2 separate regions of the Mus musculus genome follow, and region 2 is linked to region 1. Evidence: chromatin contacts called from public Hi-C data. All regions are on one chromosome and are shown on one strand. The core of a region is the stretch at or near the end of the contact, and the rest is flanking DNA. Distances in the headings are between cores, read along the strand shown. Region 1 has its middle 31 kb from the start of Gm38789. Region 2 has its middle 65 kb from the start of Gm38790.

The links. A called contact is a pair of places that touch in the nucleus more often than the background predicts.
Region 2: a Hi-C map of the N1E-115 cell line shows a contact between it and region 1, with 10 times the contacts expected there. The contact joins two enhancer-like sites. A contact is called at or near these places in 2 of 484 Hi-C or Micro-C datasets (the N1E-115 cell line and cerebral cortex).

The regions. Positions count from the first base shown.
Region 1 is chr6:35,377,931-35,385,676 of GRCm38.p6, forward strand. No RefSeq gene overlaps it. Among named protein-coding and RNA genes, the nearest start is that of Gm38789, 31 kb to the right of the region's middle. Within about 2 kb of position 2,986, at least 83 of the 459 cell types and tissues checked have an H3K27ac peak or open chromatin away from gene starts, as enhancers often do. A contact at or near this core is called in the N1E-115 cell line, where this site is marked.
Region 2 is chr6:36,060,776-36,068,521 of GRCm38.p6, forward strand. No RefSeq gene overlaps it. Among named protein-coding and RNA genes, the nearest start is that of Gm38790, 65 kb to the left of the region's middle. Within about 2 kb of position 3,401, at least 4 of the 459 cell types and tissues checked have an H3K27ac peak or open chromatin away from gene starts, as enhancers often do. A contact at or near this core is called in the N1E-115 cell line, where this site is marked.

The sequences.
Region 1 (7,746 bases), core at 1,736-4,235:
TCATGGCATTTTCTTTTTCTTTTTTTTTTTTTGTCGAACTATTTTATTTTTTATTAGGTATTTTACTCATTTACATTTTCAATGCTATCCCAAAGGTTCATGGCATTTTCATACATGTGCTTCCCACATAGTCACTGTCCCCTTTCCTGTCTCACCCCCTTTCACTTGTGCTAAGTCCCTCCTCCTCCCAACCAGTGTCATGCTAATTTATTTTTTATTTCCCTCTTCATTCAAGGGGTTGGGACTTGGAGCACTGACTTAGATGATACTGAGGAACATATTCGTTCATGTTAAATGGAGACAGAGCTGATTGCAGTTCATCTTGGCAGTTGTTGGGGTCTGGGACAGAGTCCCCCAAGAAAGCTGTTCTTATAGAGACCCAGAAGACCCAGGGCTGACATGGGGGTCCTTTCTACAGCTGGGTCTTCTGACCAGCACTGTAGTGGGTCTGCTGTGGCCAAGGCCCAGCACTTTAGCCCCAGTCACAGGAACCATCTTGGAATCTATCCTTCTTAGCATCTTTGAGTGATTATTCCTTGATCTTTAACTGCGTTGGCTGTACTTTGGGCAGTAGGATCTGGGTCTCCCTGGCTTCGCTTTAAATGCTCTTTACAGTTTACTCTTCCTTTGATCTCCTTCTCCTTTGGTGGCATCAGGTCAACCTGAGCTGACCTCAGCCCTGCAGCTGCATTCTTACGCTGGCCATAGGGCTCTACCTCCTGTGACTCTCTGGAATGAAGAACCTCAGAACAGAACCTGTGACAATGTTCACCAGCTTGAGAAATAGGAAGTAGTTTCTGTGTAGCACCATCCTGCCACTAGCCAGCCTGGCCATTCTTAGAGGGTTTATTATTAAAAAGTAACCATCTTTACCCAGCGCCAAATAGCTATCTAAGGGAAAAACTCAACCGTGTGGATGTTCTTTCCCAGTGTTGTGTCATCCAAACATTTGGCCCCAGAGAGAATCCGGCATATGTGTGTATTTAGCACACAGACACCCAAGCTTTTGGACAAGAAACAGAAAACTCAGCAAACACAGGGAATCCTGGCATTTGTAGAAAGGAAAGTCGCAAGGCCGAGGAGTCTGTGGGTGGTTTCGGGCCAATGTCAACAGCCCCAGTATCTCTGAGAGCAGTAGAGACTCTGGTGAGAGACTCATCCCAGCCTAATGAAGTGAGGATAGGTGGCAGGGTCAACACTCACCTCCCCGAATGACCGCTCTGCCCTTTCTAGCTTCTGGGCTAAGGAGCATGTGTCAACTTGCATAGCCCCCAGCAGTCTGCTTTCTTGGCTCTGGCTTACCTTGGAAGGCAAAAATAAGTTCTTTGTTCCAGCATACCACAGCTACTTAGATGTGGAAACTTAGCCTTCTTAAGATCAAAATCCCATTACTCACCCTGCCTGCTACTATATTGGAAAGCTTGTGGCCCACAATTAGCACTGCTATAAGTAGGCTGGCTAAAAACGTACCTATCTTTGAAAAGGTGATGATGACCAGCCAGGAGCTAGCACATCTGGCCCGAGGTTTGGCATACGCATGCAGAACTATACTCAAGGCAGACTGTTTTGCAAGCTTTAGTCTTCATTGCCTCTCAGGGACAGTAGACAGAGAAAGGATTGGGGTCTCTGAGCTATCTGCCTCCTCTCACCTAGATGACTCCAAAGAAAATACATTGCCTTTGTCAGGCTGAGATTGATTAACATGACATGGTCTAGCCAGCTGTTAGGTTCTGTAACCTGCCACCCCCTGCCTCTGTCTCCCGTCTTCAGCTACATAATGAGGCTCTGTCTTAAAAAGCAAGGAGCTGGGAGTGTGGCTCGGTGGTTGAGTGCAAGAGCACAAAGCTCTGGGTTGGAGCTCCAGCACAGTCACAAAGAAAACCAGAAAAAGAAAAAAAAAATTCACATGGTTTCTTGCTAAGGGGGCATACCCCGAACGTTGCTTCCCTGTTCGCGATCCCTTACAGTCTAGGCTGGAAGAATTCTGTTTCTCAGAAGGCCCATTCTTCATCCAAAACATCAACAACCCCCCACTGCCTTTGAACATCGAATCAGAGCAAAGCAAACAAGGGAACCAGAGCGACCCATAGTGAAAGCGGGAGGGGCCTCGCGCTGGTTGCCGGCAGCAGGTGGCGCCCTTGGGTCACCCTCTTCAGTCTCTAGCAGAACAGTGCCTCCTATCTGTCAAAACCCTTAACTTGTCTTTCTCAGCCTTGAGTGTTCCAGCTTGCTGACTCTCTCAGCTTAGGAACTCCCTCCTTCCCTCCTCAGGCAGGGCCCACATGCTGTCCTTGCAATGGGCAAGGAGTTGCATTTCTGGGTGGATGGAAGCACATTTATTATACCACACACAGCGGAAAGAAAACAATTCCACCCAGTTCCCCTTTCTTTAATTAAAAAAATATTATTGTTGCTGTTATTATTATTCCTATTATTATTACTACTACTATTACTTATTATTTGTGTGTGTGTGTGTGTGTGTGTGTATGGTTATTTTGCCTGAATGTATTTCTGTACACCACATACATGCCTGGTGCCTACAGATCCCCTGGAACTGGAGTTCTAGATAGTTGTATAGAGTCATGAGGGTGCTGAGGAATTGTGCCCAGGTCCTCTGGAAGAGCAGCCAGTGCTCTTAACTACTGGTAGTAGATGGTTACAGAGTCGCTTCAAGGATGAAATCAGGTCTTTGCATATGCCTGGCATACCTGTCTTCTGAGAGGCTCTACCAGCAGCTGATCGAGACAGAGGCAGATAATTACACCCAACCATTGGACTGAATTAAGGTTGAATTAAAGGAAAGATTGAAGAATCTGAAAGGGAGGGCGACCTCATAGGAAGACCAGCAGACTCGACTAACACAGAACCCAGGGAGCTCCCAGAGACGGAGCCACCAACCAGGAGCATACACAGCCAGGTCTGAGGCCCCTGGCACATATACAGCGGAGGTCTGCCTGGTCTGGCCTCAGTGGGAGAAGATGCACTTACTCCTCCAAGAGACTTGAGGACCCAGGGAAGGGGGAGGCCTGCTGGAGGTTGGGAGCACCCTCTGGGAGGCAAGTGGGAGGAGGAATAGGATGAGGAATGGTGGGTCGGAGGGACGGGGGGGTGGGGGAGGAGGTCAACGACTGGAATATAAATAAATAAAATAACTTAAAAAAGAAAGGAAGAACGGAAAAAAGTGGAGTGGCATATGTAAGTTCACTAATTGCCCACTAGATGGCACTCTCTTCCCAGGAGAAAGGAAACTTGCGAAAGGGGAGAGGTACTAAACGTTGAGCCAGCTGCCTGAGGGCTGGCTTCTGTTTGCCTGCTCTAATCCATTGCATTTGGGCAGTTAGCTTGAGAAGAGCAACATTAAGGTCAAAATCAGTGGTCCACAGCCTTAGGAATGTGTCTTCTGTGGCCATTTGTGTCAGCATTAATTATTGCCAGTGTAGGGGAGGGGAAGGGAGTAGAAATACACCCAGCTCAGCCGGGAGTCTTGTGTTTGGAGACTAAGGGTGTTGGGGGGATATTAAGATTGACCCTGAAGCTCTAGGATGTGACCAAATCGCTCTTCATGGTCCAGATGGAAGACATAGGAGATGGCTGAGACTCCTTTATAGATGCTGAGTTCTTGGACTGCCTTGTCCCTCCTGCTTGGGACACTTTCCACATCATCTACACACCACTGATCCACACTGACAGTAAAACCCTGTGAATTCTAAGGGCTGTAAAGAGGAAGCTTGCCACCCTGGCAGCTTGGTACAGATTTGAGCGCCTGTCTACCCACTTTAGGTCATTGGCATTTTCTGGAGTGGGTCTTGGCCCAAACACAAGCTTTCTCTTTCAAACCACTTTGGTCACACACACTAACTTTCCCTCCCTTAAGCGCCGCCCCATACCAGCACCCAACCTAGGCTGGGTTGGCTGATGGCCCTGTAGCTTGCACTTCCATGGTTACCTACTGGTTCAGCTGCTACTGGTGGTGCCTCAGTTTCCTCTTCTGCTCATACATATTCAGCCCTGCTTTGACAGTCTTCCCAGGCCGCATACCTTTGCTTAGGGGCTTCCATTTTCCTCAGACGCCAATGGCCTGGGTTCCTGGACATTTCCTCTGCGGCACCCAACGCTACAGATCCAGTCCCCTCCCCAGGAAGCCGGGAGCCCTCCCTGAGCCCCTCAGCTATGCTCTTTGTACCCTGCTTTTATAGGTACGAGGATTGGAAAGTGGGCTATGGGGTTTTCGGTTGAAGCAGTGCTGTTCTTCCTGCTCAGTTCTGAGCAGGCTGCGAGCTGCTGGGATTGTTTTTTATTCCACACCTGAATCAAGAGTAGCATATTGCACAGTGGCTTCATCTTTTAGCCTCACAAACTGTGGCAAGGCCAACATCCTCCCCAGACGGTCATGGCCCCGAACTGCTTTGAAGGAAACAACCATGTCAGGACACCAATATCTTTTCCTCCCTTTTTTTGTTTTTCTTTTTTGTTTGCATTCTCTAAATAAAATAGAGAATGTCGGTATCTGGAGAGGCACATAAGGTCAAGTGTGTGTTTATACAAGGTGATCAGATTGTGTTTGAATGCCGAAGGAAAATGGCATGGGAAATAAAGTATTTGTGGTTGTTGACAGTGAAGAAGAAAACAGGGAGGCTTTCAGCCATTCTCTGTCCAAGTGTTTTCAGGCATGGGCACTTTGAGAATAAGTCACTAGGTCCACTAGTAACACATACATCCTTCTGCGAAAGGCTGCCTTCTCTGATGACCAGTTCTACCAACCCTTTCCTAATTCTACCATGAAGTTCCCCTTCTCAATTCACGATCTTGATCTGCTTTTGGCATTTCAGTCTCTTATAGCCTTTTCCCTTTCAGTGTCTGTAGAAGACTGACACCATCAGTGGCCCAGGAATGGCTTCTGTAAATCTCACCTTTTGCCCTGTAATGCTCTGTCCCAGTCTACCCTGACTCGGTGACCCAGAGTCTGGTGTGGTCACCAAACCGGATCAGCATAGAGGTGACTTTGCAAGGACACAGTGATGACTAGAAACAGGAGTGGGGCTGCTCAGATCAGCAGCGTGGAGCAACCCATCCTTCAGCTCATGAACAAAAGTAACTGTTTACAGTTGAAGGACCCCGTAGTGCTGCGGTGGCTGTTGGGTAGCAACACTGTGACCATACGTGCTGAAGCTGGCATTGAGATTGCTCTTTGTTTTGAGGAAGGGGGTCTTGTCATGGTATCTAGGACGGCCTTGGGCTCCCAATCCTTCTGTCTTGGCCTAGTGTAGAGCTGGGATTCCAAATGCTGGTCATTATTTCTGGCCTATGGCATTGGATTGGAACACCATAAAGGCCAGTCTTACTGTTGAGACTCTGGATGGCATCAAGTCGGCCCCCTCCCTCCTCTTCCTGTCCTGGCTAGTGGGAGAGGACTGCGATAGTATTGAGAGGGTTTGATGACTCATTTTAGTGTAAAAGCAAGCAGGAAATCATGGCTGTGTAGTATGTGTGGTGGAGAAAGATCTCTAAGAATAGGGGAAGGGACACTGTGAGCCTCGATGGCTCCATTACTAACTAAGCTTTATTTAGTTAACACAGTGAGCAACTACTGTATGGGAGGCACAATTCTAGATTTGGGGGCTATCATGCATGGCACATCTGTCTATGTGAAACTCAAGTTTACCATCCAGGGCTATGGTGGCTTGATTATTGCACCAATATTGATGATATGAAAGCGTTCCTTGTATCCAGCCCACTCCATCCTGCCAGGCACAGCTAAACTTATTTCCTTCAAACACTAGCTCCTTCCTAAACTTTCTGTCCCTTGCTCAAGGATATGGTAGCTCTGCATGGCCTTTGGGGCTGAGCTTAAACTCAGTCTGATGTTTTATTGGCTATGCTCTGTCCTGTCCTGGTTGTCCAGTCCGTCTTCTGCTACTCCCTAGAGCAGTGGTTCTCAACCGTTCTAAAGCTGTGGCCCTGTAATGCAGCTCCTCATCTCGTGCTGACCTCTCAGCCATAACATTATTTTGTTCCTACTTCATAACTGTAATTTTGCTATTGTTATGAATAATAACATAAATATCTGATATGCAATCCCCAAGGGGGCTGTGACCCACAGGTTGAGAACCACTGCCCTAGCGCTTCAGCCTGTTCACACACTTGGGTGTATTCCAAGCACTGGCCCCTTCCAGCTGGGAACAGGTCCCTTGCCAGCCACCCCACCTACACTAGCAGAGTCTACTCATCTGCCCAGTTCCTACTTAGCCCTCATCTTAGCCTTGTTGGTAACTCTAGAACATGCTAAGCTTGCCTGTTTTAGAACTGAGACTAGTCATAATCAGACGTGACATGGGTCACAGTGTTCTCATGCTCCAGTGTCAGTTTCCATGGGGGAAAGCCAAGGGTGGGGAATCTAGACAATCTTGTGGAGTGGTCAGCTCAGAGCTACAGGAGCAGTCACTAAAGAGTGTGCTCTCTTCTTTCCTACTCTCTAAGGCCAGAGGGGACCGAGGAAAGGAAGCAAGTACTAGTCTGTATAATAATGTGATTCTACACACACACACACACACACACACACACACACACACCCCTGCCCCAAACCTGGATATGAAGATGGTACCTTGGAAGTTGCAAGTCAGAAATGTTTCCTTCAGAGCTTGCTAGATGGCTCAGCGGGTAAGAGCACTGACTGCTTTTCCAAAGGTCCTGAGTTCAAATCCCAGCAACCACATGGTGACTCTCGACCACCCATAATGAGATCTGATGCCTTCTTCTGGCGTGTCTGAAGACAGCTACAGTGTACTTATGTACAATAAAAAAATAAATCTTTAGGAAGGAGGGAGCAGGGACTGAGCGAGCAGGGCCGACCAAAGAGAGCAGGAACGACTAGAGCGAGCACAGGTCCTAAAAATTCAATTCCCAACAACCTCGTGAAGGCTCACAACCATCTGTACAGCTACAGTGTACTCACATACATAAAATAAATAAATAAATCTTAAAAAAGAAATGTCTTCTTCATAGAATAAACAATTATATTTAAGAACATCTTTTCATGTGTGTATCCATGTGTACAAACAGGCCCATGGAAGTAAGTCTGATAAGAATTATAAGGCCTCTAACTCATGCAAAGAAGAGACCACAAGGACAGCCTGACCCCCACAGCCCAACATTTCCCGGCTGTTCTATTGGATTTTTCTGTGGAGTTTGATGTTCATATAATGACTGTCATTATTGGCTTCTACTGCTCTAACCAAACATCACATACTTGGTAATTTATAAAGAAGAGAACCTTATCATGGTTCTGGAGGCTAGAAATGCCAAGGTTTTGGGTCTCCTGAGGGTTCTCTGCTCCACATCCTGTGGTGTGACAGGCTGAATGCTATGTCTCCCATGATGGAAGAAGTGGAAAGTGCTGACTTGTTTGCTTAGTCATCTTATAAAGCGGTTACACATTCATAAAGGCAGGGCTGTCATGGCCTAGCAACCTCCTTAAGGCTCCACCTCTCAATACTACTGTAGTGGGAATTCTGTTTCTATATGAGTGTTCAAGGGGATGTATATGTGTATATGTATGTATATATACATGGATATATGTGTACGTGTATATGTGTATATATGTGTATTCAAGCCATAGCAACAGTCACCTAAAATCCTCAGACCCTCTACCACTCAAGTGATTTGGACTTGGAAAATGAGGTAATGAGAAAAAGGGGGAGGGCATTAAGGTTGCTTCTGGTTTACAGGGTTTGGTACAGGAAGGTGGAG
Region 2 (7,746 bases), core at 2,151-4,650, 680 kb after region 1:
ATGTAGAGACCTAGTCAGCACTGGTAATTAATGCAGAAAGCTACCCATAACAAGAAACTTACCTTTTGGGCCTTGTGGGTTGAATTTTTACCCATTTAAAACAATTGATTTGCATGGTTGTAACAGCAACAGCAATGTGACCTGCGTATATAGGTTCAGATTTTTGTCCAACAACAAGAATGTAAATTGTAAATTTCTATATGCATATGTCCGTTTATGTAGTACTATGTTTAAATGTTCAATACCTAGCAGGCCCTTACTGAATGTTTCGTGTATTAAGCCTTCAGCATAGATGCTACCACTTTTGCTTCATTGAGGGGTAAGCAGTGGAGAGTATTAGATCCTTCTGCTAAGGAAGCTGAAGTGGCAGAATCCTCAGTACATAGTACAGAATAGCTGGGGACTTGGGACTTCTGTTTCAGCTTGTCCTGATTTTTTTTTTTAATTAGGTATTTAGCTCATTTACATTTCCAATGCTATACCAAACGTCCCCCTTACCCACCCACCCCCACTCCCCTACCCTCCCACTCCCCCCCTTTGGCCCTGGCGTTCCCCTGTACCGGGGCACACAAAGTCTGCGTGTCCAATGGGCCTCTCTTTCCAGTGATGGCCGACTAGGCCATCTTTTGATACATATGCAGCTAGAGTCAAGAGCTCAGGGGTACTGGTTAGTTCATAATGTTGTTCCACCTATAGGGTTGAAGATCCCTTTAGCTCCTTGGGTACTTTCTCTAGCTCCTCCATTGGGAGCCCTGTGATCCATCCATTAGCTGACTGTGAGCATCCACTTCTGTGTTTGCTAGGCCCCGGCATAGTCTCACAAGAGACAGCTACATCTGGGTCCTTTCAGTAAAATCTTGCTAGTGTATGCAATGGTGTCAGCATTTGGAAGCTGATTATGGGGTGGATCCCTGGATATGGCAGTCTCTACATGGTCCATCCTTTCATCTCAGCTCCATACTTTGTTTCTGTAACTCCTTCCATGGGTGTTTTGTTCCCACTTCTAAGGAGGGGCATAGTGTCCACACTTCAGTCTTCATTTTTCTTGAGTTTCATGTGTTTAGGAAATTGTATCTTATATCGTGGGTATCCTAGGTTTTGGGCTAGTATCCACTTATCAGTGAGTACATATTGTGTAAGTTCCTTTGTGATTGTGTTACCTCACTCAGGATGATGCTCTCCAGGTCCATCCATTTGGCTAGGAATTTCATAAATTCATTCTTTTTAATAGCTGAGTAGTACTCCATTGTGTAGATGTACCACATTTTCTGTATCCATTCCTCTGTTGAGGGGCATCTGGGTTCTTTCCAGTTTCTGGCTATTATAAATAAGGCTGCTATGAACATAGTGGAGCATGTGTCCTTCTTACCAGTTGGGGCTTCTTCTGGATATATGCCCAGGAGAGGTATTGCTGGATCCTCCGGTAGTACTATGTCCAATTTTCTGAGGAACCGCCAGACTGATTTCCAGAGTGGTTGTACAAGCCTGCAATCCCACCAACAATGGAGGAGTGTTCCTCTTTCTCCACATCCTCGCCAGCATCTGCTGTCACCTGAATTTTTGATCTTAGCCATTCTCACTGGTGTGAGGTGGAATCTCAGGGTTGTTTTGATTTGCATTTCCCTGATGATTAAGGATCCATCAATGTAATCCATTATATAAACAAACTCAAAGACAAAAACCACATGATCATCTCGTTAGATGCAGAAAAAGCATTTGACAAGATCCAACACCCATTCATGATAAAAGTTCTGGAAAGATCAGGAATTCAAGGCCAATACCTAAACATGATAAAAGCAATCTACAGCAAACCAGTAGCCAACATCAAAGTAAATGGAGAGAAGCTGGAAGCAATCCCACTAAAATCAGGGACTAGACAAGGCTGCCCACTTTCTCCCTACCTTTTCAACATAGTACTTGAAGTATTAGCCAGAGCAATTCGACAACAAAAGGAGATCAAGGGGATACAAATTGGAAAAGAGGAAGTCAAAATATCACTTTTTGCAGATGATATGATAGTATATATAAGTGACCCTAAAAATTCCAACAGAGAACTCCTAAACCTGATAAACAGCTTCGGTGAAGTAGCTGGATATAAAATTAACTCAAACAAGTCAATGGCCTTTCTCTACACAAAGAATAAACAGGCTGAGAAAGAAATTAGGGAAACAACACCCTTCTCAATAGTCACAAATAATATAAAATATCTCGGCGTGACTCTAACTAAGGAAGTGAAAGATCTGTATGATAAAAACTTCAAGTCTCTGAAGAAAGAAATTAAAGAAGATCTCAGAAGATGGAAAGATCTCCCATGCTCATGGATTGGCAGGAACAATATTGTAAAAATGGCTATCTTGCCAAAAGCAATCTACAGATTCAATGCAATCCCCATCAAAATTCCAACTCAATTCTTCAACGAATTAGAAGGAGCAATTTGCAAATTCATCTGGAATAACAAAAAACCTAGGATAGCAAAAACTCTTCTCAAGGATAAAAGAACCTCTGGTGGAATCACCATGCCTGACCTAAAGCTTTACTACAGAGCAATTGTGATAAAAACTGCATGGTACTGGTATAGAGACAGACAAGTGGACCAATGGAATAGAATTGAAGACCCAGAAATGAACCCACACACCTATGGTCACTTGATCTTCGACAAGGGAGCCAAAACCATCCAGTGGAAGAAAGACAGCATTTTCAACAATTGGTGCTGGCACAACTGGTTGTTATCATGTAGAAGAATGCGAATCGATCCATACTTATCTCCTTGTACTAAGGTCAAATCTAAGTGGATCAAGGAACTTCACATAAAACCAGAGACACTGAAACTTATAGAGGAGAAAGTGGGGAAAAGCCTTGAAGATATGGGCACAGGGGAAAAATTCCTGAACAGAACAGCAATGGCTTGTGCTGTAAGATCGAGAATTGACAAATGGGACCTAATGAAACTCCAAAGTTTCTGCAAGGCAAAAGACACTGTCTATAAGACAAAAAGACCACCAACAGACTGGGAAAGGATCTTTACCTATCCTAAATCAGATAGGGGACTAATATCCAACATATATAAAGAACTCAAGAAGGTGGACCTCAGAAAATCAAATAACCCCCTTAAAAAATGGGGCTCAGAACTGAACAAAGAATTCTCACCTGAGGAATACCGAATGGCAGAGAAGCACCTGAAAAAATGTTCAGCTTGTCCTGATTTATCACAGCTAAGACAATGGAAAAGGGATAAAACTTAAAATTAATTAATATGGTCCACAGACACTGAAATGTTGGAAGAAAATACTCCAGTGGCCTGATGATGATGTAATAGTCTTTCTTCACGTGAGCTGAGCACAGAATCCATCTTAGCATTCTTCTGTGATTCTCATCTGATTAATATGAAGATCACGGCGGCCAACACTTCTTGAATAGCTGTGTATATGCTACATAAACATTCGCAGTAAAAGGGATGTCAAAAAGAAAGAAAAAAAAAGCAAAATGATTCTCTCATGTTGGCAGAGCACATCTAATTTAGAGCTCCACACCGGCTGCCCAGACAACATCTTGCTGAAATTGTATTAAAGTCACTGCTCTCTATTTGCCCCTTTGCATTGATTGGCAAGGAGCAGTATTGGAGTAGTCCTGTGATTTATTTGTTCACCTCATCCATTTGTGAAAGGAAACCAGAGCACTAACCATTTGGGGAAGGATTTACATAATTGAATTAAATGATCTTTGTCTTCTTATCCCAGCATGCAGATGCAATAGATAATATCCCAGATGTCTTTTAGTCACTGTTTCCTGTCTTGTAGTCTCCAGGTACATATTAGAAAGGAGAGAGACAGTTTACGGGAATGAGGAGTGAAACTAGGTTTATGATGAAGAATATATTCTTGGATTAACCACTAATGTTAACTGTTAAGTGGACAGACACTGAAGTGACCAATGCCTGAGATACAAGCTTAGCCCTTTTCATGTTAGTTGAGTCCTGATTCTCCACTGTGCTCATTTGAAAACCTGATTATCCTAGGCAACTCAGATTAACGCCATTGCCTCTTGCAGTCATTTGTTTTAGGGGGAATAGGCTGGCTTCTGAGATGCAAGAATAATTTAGAACATAGAACTTCCTATCCATATGGAAGACGTCAGAGAAAGAAAACAAGTCCTTCTTCTCTGTCCTGACCCTGTCTTGTCTGAGTAGAGAAGAGAGCTAGAACTCTGCTTGTTGCCTACTGATCACACAGGAATCACTTCTGTTAGAGAAAACAGGGACTTTGATTTGTGGCTTGTAAATGAACCAGCCCTGGAACTCTTCTGCTGTGTTTTTCTTGATGAGTCAGTTTTCTGTGATTTCCAGCTGGGTGCCTCCATATCTCATGACTGACCCTTTTGAATTCTTCCTGATGTCTGTGTCTTTTCTTTGAAGGACATGAGGCTTATTTAGTTGTTTCTTTTTTTCTTTCAGTGACCTTATCTTTGAATATTGGTGAGTCAGATGTAGCCTTCTGGGGTAGAAGCATGTGTTGTGGAGGATGTGTTATATGAGAGTCAGACTCGTGCTTCACCGTGGCTTGAGCATTGGGAATTGTGTGTGGAATGCTAGCCACATCTAGATTCCTTTATAGAGAAAACACTGTCACTAGTTTCACTTCTAATACACACACACACACACACACAAACACACACACACGCACACATACAAACATGCTGATGTGCATAGCACATGTGCACACATACACATGCACACACTCACACTCACAAACATGTGCACGTATATGCACACATGCACACACATACATGTGCACACATGCGCACCCCCCTACACACATACACACATAGGCATACACAAAGTTTTAGGGAAGGAAAATAACCCTCAAAGTATCTAAATGTTCAGAACTTATGTCTGAAAAATTAATAATGTGTTAGAAAGGGAATGAGTGTCAGTAGATCCACATTTTACTATAAAAATGTAATATGCTCTGAATTTTTCCTTTATTGAAATAAGAACCAGGATAGAGGGCCTGACTTTGGGTTTATAAACCAAACAACATGATAAATACAGTATGAGACAGCTAGACCTTATCATGCCAGTGAGGTTTACAGCATGTATAATATGGGAAAGTGTGTCATTTGGGTGGGTAGTTACATACTCAAGCAAAAGAGTGGATCTGATATTACTCTTAGGACCCTACTGTAGTGCCCACTCCTGCAAAATTCATGCACAGAAGATTTAAACTCTTGATGTGATGATAACTGAAGGTGAGATCTTCAGAAAGTAGGTTTAGGGGAGGCTAAGACGAGCTCTTTATGCTAAGGTTTGTACCCTTAAATGAAGAGATGAAGGGGAAATGTATTTTACTTCTTGACTACAAAGCAACAACACAGGGATAAGTGGTTGTCTGTATATTAGGAAGAAGGCTCCCACCACAAACTAAGCACTGTGCCTTCCATATTGGACTCCCATGTATCAGAACTATGAGAAACAAATGTCCATTGTTTAAGCCAGTGCCTGTGATGTTCTACAGTAGTGGCTGAAGGAGAATAATATACAAACCTAGTTATTCTTAGTTTACTGACACTATAAAGATTTCAGTAGTGAGAATACAGGTGGAAAGCGATAAGGACATTATTTTGACTACTACCACAAGCAGAAGCTTCAGGAATGTAAAAGATGGGTTCAGCATTAAGCTTCCATTTATCTTGTCTGTTCAGGGAACATCTTTGTGGGAACAAGTTTTGTAGTTATGGTGGGTAAAGGACAATGGTTTTTCTTCTAAGGTTAGTATTTAAGCTGCACATTCTTTTCTTAGGTATTTGTTCTTCTTCTGCCTTAAAGGAAAGACTCCAGTTACTAGACAATACAAAGAGCTGGTGGCTGTCTGATAGTTTCCTACTGAAATGGTAAATGAGTGAGGTTGGTTAGAAGCTCATGAAGTCCCACTATAATTTGGTACTTAGCAGGTACTTGAGATGTCATAGTGTAATAACTCAGGTTATGCATAGAATTGGTGTTCTGAAGCATCTACTTCTGGAATTCAGAATGTGTTCTCCAACTTCAATAAAACAGGCTTGGTTTTCATGGTTATACTTTGATATTTTTGTACCTGCCAACTCACAGAAGCAAAATTTACTATACATGATACTCATTGGTTCTTCTCCTATGACCTAATTGCTAAGTGTCTTTTGGCATTTAATTAAAAACTGAAGGTGCACGTTTAGTGTTTACAGATGATTTATATGTGAAAGCACTCAATATCTTTGGTTTAAAATTTGTGTTTCATAAAGAACAGTTAAGCCATTTCCTCACATAATTCCTTTTAAAGTGAATGAATGACGGAAGAAACCACTTTTCTGTTCCTATATTAAAAAGTTTTACAAATGCAAATGGAAAACATTTGGGTTAACATGGAGATTGGTATAGGTCGCTGTTCTGTATAGAAATTTATGTGTTTGGAAGGAAATTCCCCACCCAAGAAAAAGATTAGAAGTAGAAGCCAAGGAAATCAAGATTTGGCCTTTGATTCTCACTGTTTAATGTTTGTAAAAGTTCTGAAGATCACTTAATTCCTTCATGCTTTCTCATTTTTAAAATAGAAGAAGCAATGAAACACAGGCAGTCTTTGTGCTAATTAGCAACGATGCAACTACCTTAGTATATGATATTGTTGTAACAAAATAATTGATGCTAGATAATCTATAATGAAAACAAATGTATATATTTTCCAGCTCTAGGTTTGTATTAGCACTTTTCTGTTGCTTTGATAAGATTATATGACCAGTAGTTTAGGGGAGCAGATGTATGATTTTAGAAGGATAGAGACATCATGGTAGGAAGGATGGGCAGCAAAACAGGAAGCTCTTTAATCACATTTCCATCCACACACAAGAAGGAAATATACACATAGACAAACACAGACAGATACAGACAGAACTGGCACATACAGACGTAGAAACACACAGACAGACACAGATACAGACACACAGATACACACACACACACACACACACACACACACACAGAGAGAGAGAGAGAGAGAGAGAGAGAGAGAGAGAGAGACAAATAGGAAGTAAGGAGATGATACACCACCTCAAAGCTTGCTTCCATTGAGATACTCCTCTGACCAAGCCTCCACCTCCGAAAGGATTCACAACCCTCCCAAACAACGGCACCACCCAAGGACCAAATAAATAAATTTATGGAGGACACTTCTCACTCAAACTACGCCAAGGTCCAAGAACATGAGGCCAGCAACTGCTCAGTTCTGGGGAGGGCACCATGAACACATCTTCACATCCTAGAGAAAAAAAAATAAAGAGATGGGGAAGTTTATTATTTCACGAACAACCTGATGTTGTAGAAACAAATCCACATCCACAAAATTGAACCCAATCCCACTGCAACCATGAGAGTGGAACCCTATGACTCTTCCACTGATGTCTCCTCTTGATGGTTCTATCACCTTCACACTGCAGAACTAGAAATTCAGCATAAGGGCCTTTGAGGAACACCCAAACTGTGGCATTAAGTGTGTTTATTAGTGCAATGCTAACATGTAACTAGGAGCCAGTTACTAACTGCCATGTGGAGAAGGTGGCTGGTGTGTATCTCCATTTTCCTGGAGCAGTCTCAGCTTACCTAATTATCCTCCTATAATTGCCACTAGTTCCCCTTTTCATCCTCAAATTACTTGAAGAAAATAAACTATTTTGTCATTCTAGAATAAACCTTGTTTAGGAGTTTGAGTTCTATAACAAAGCCTA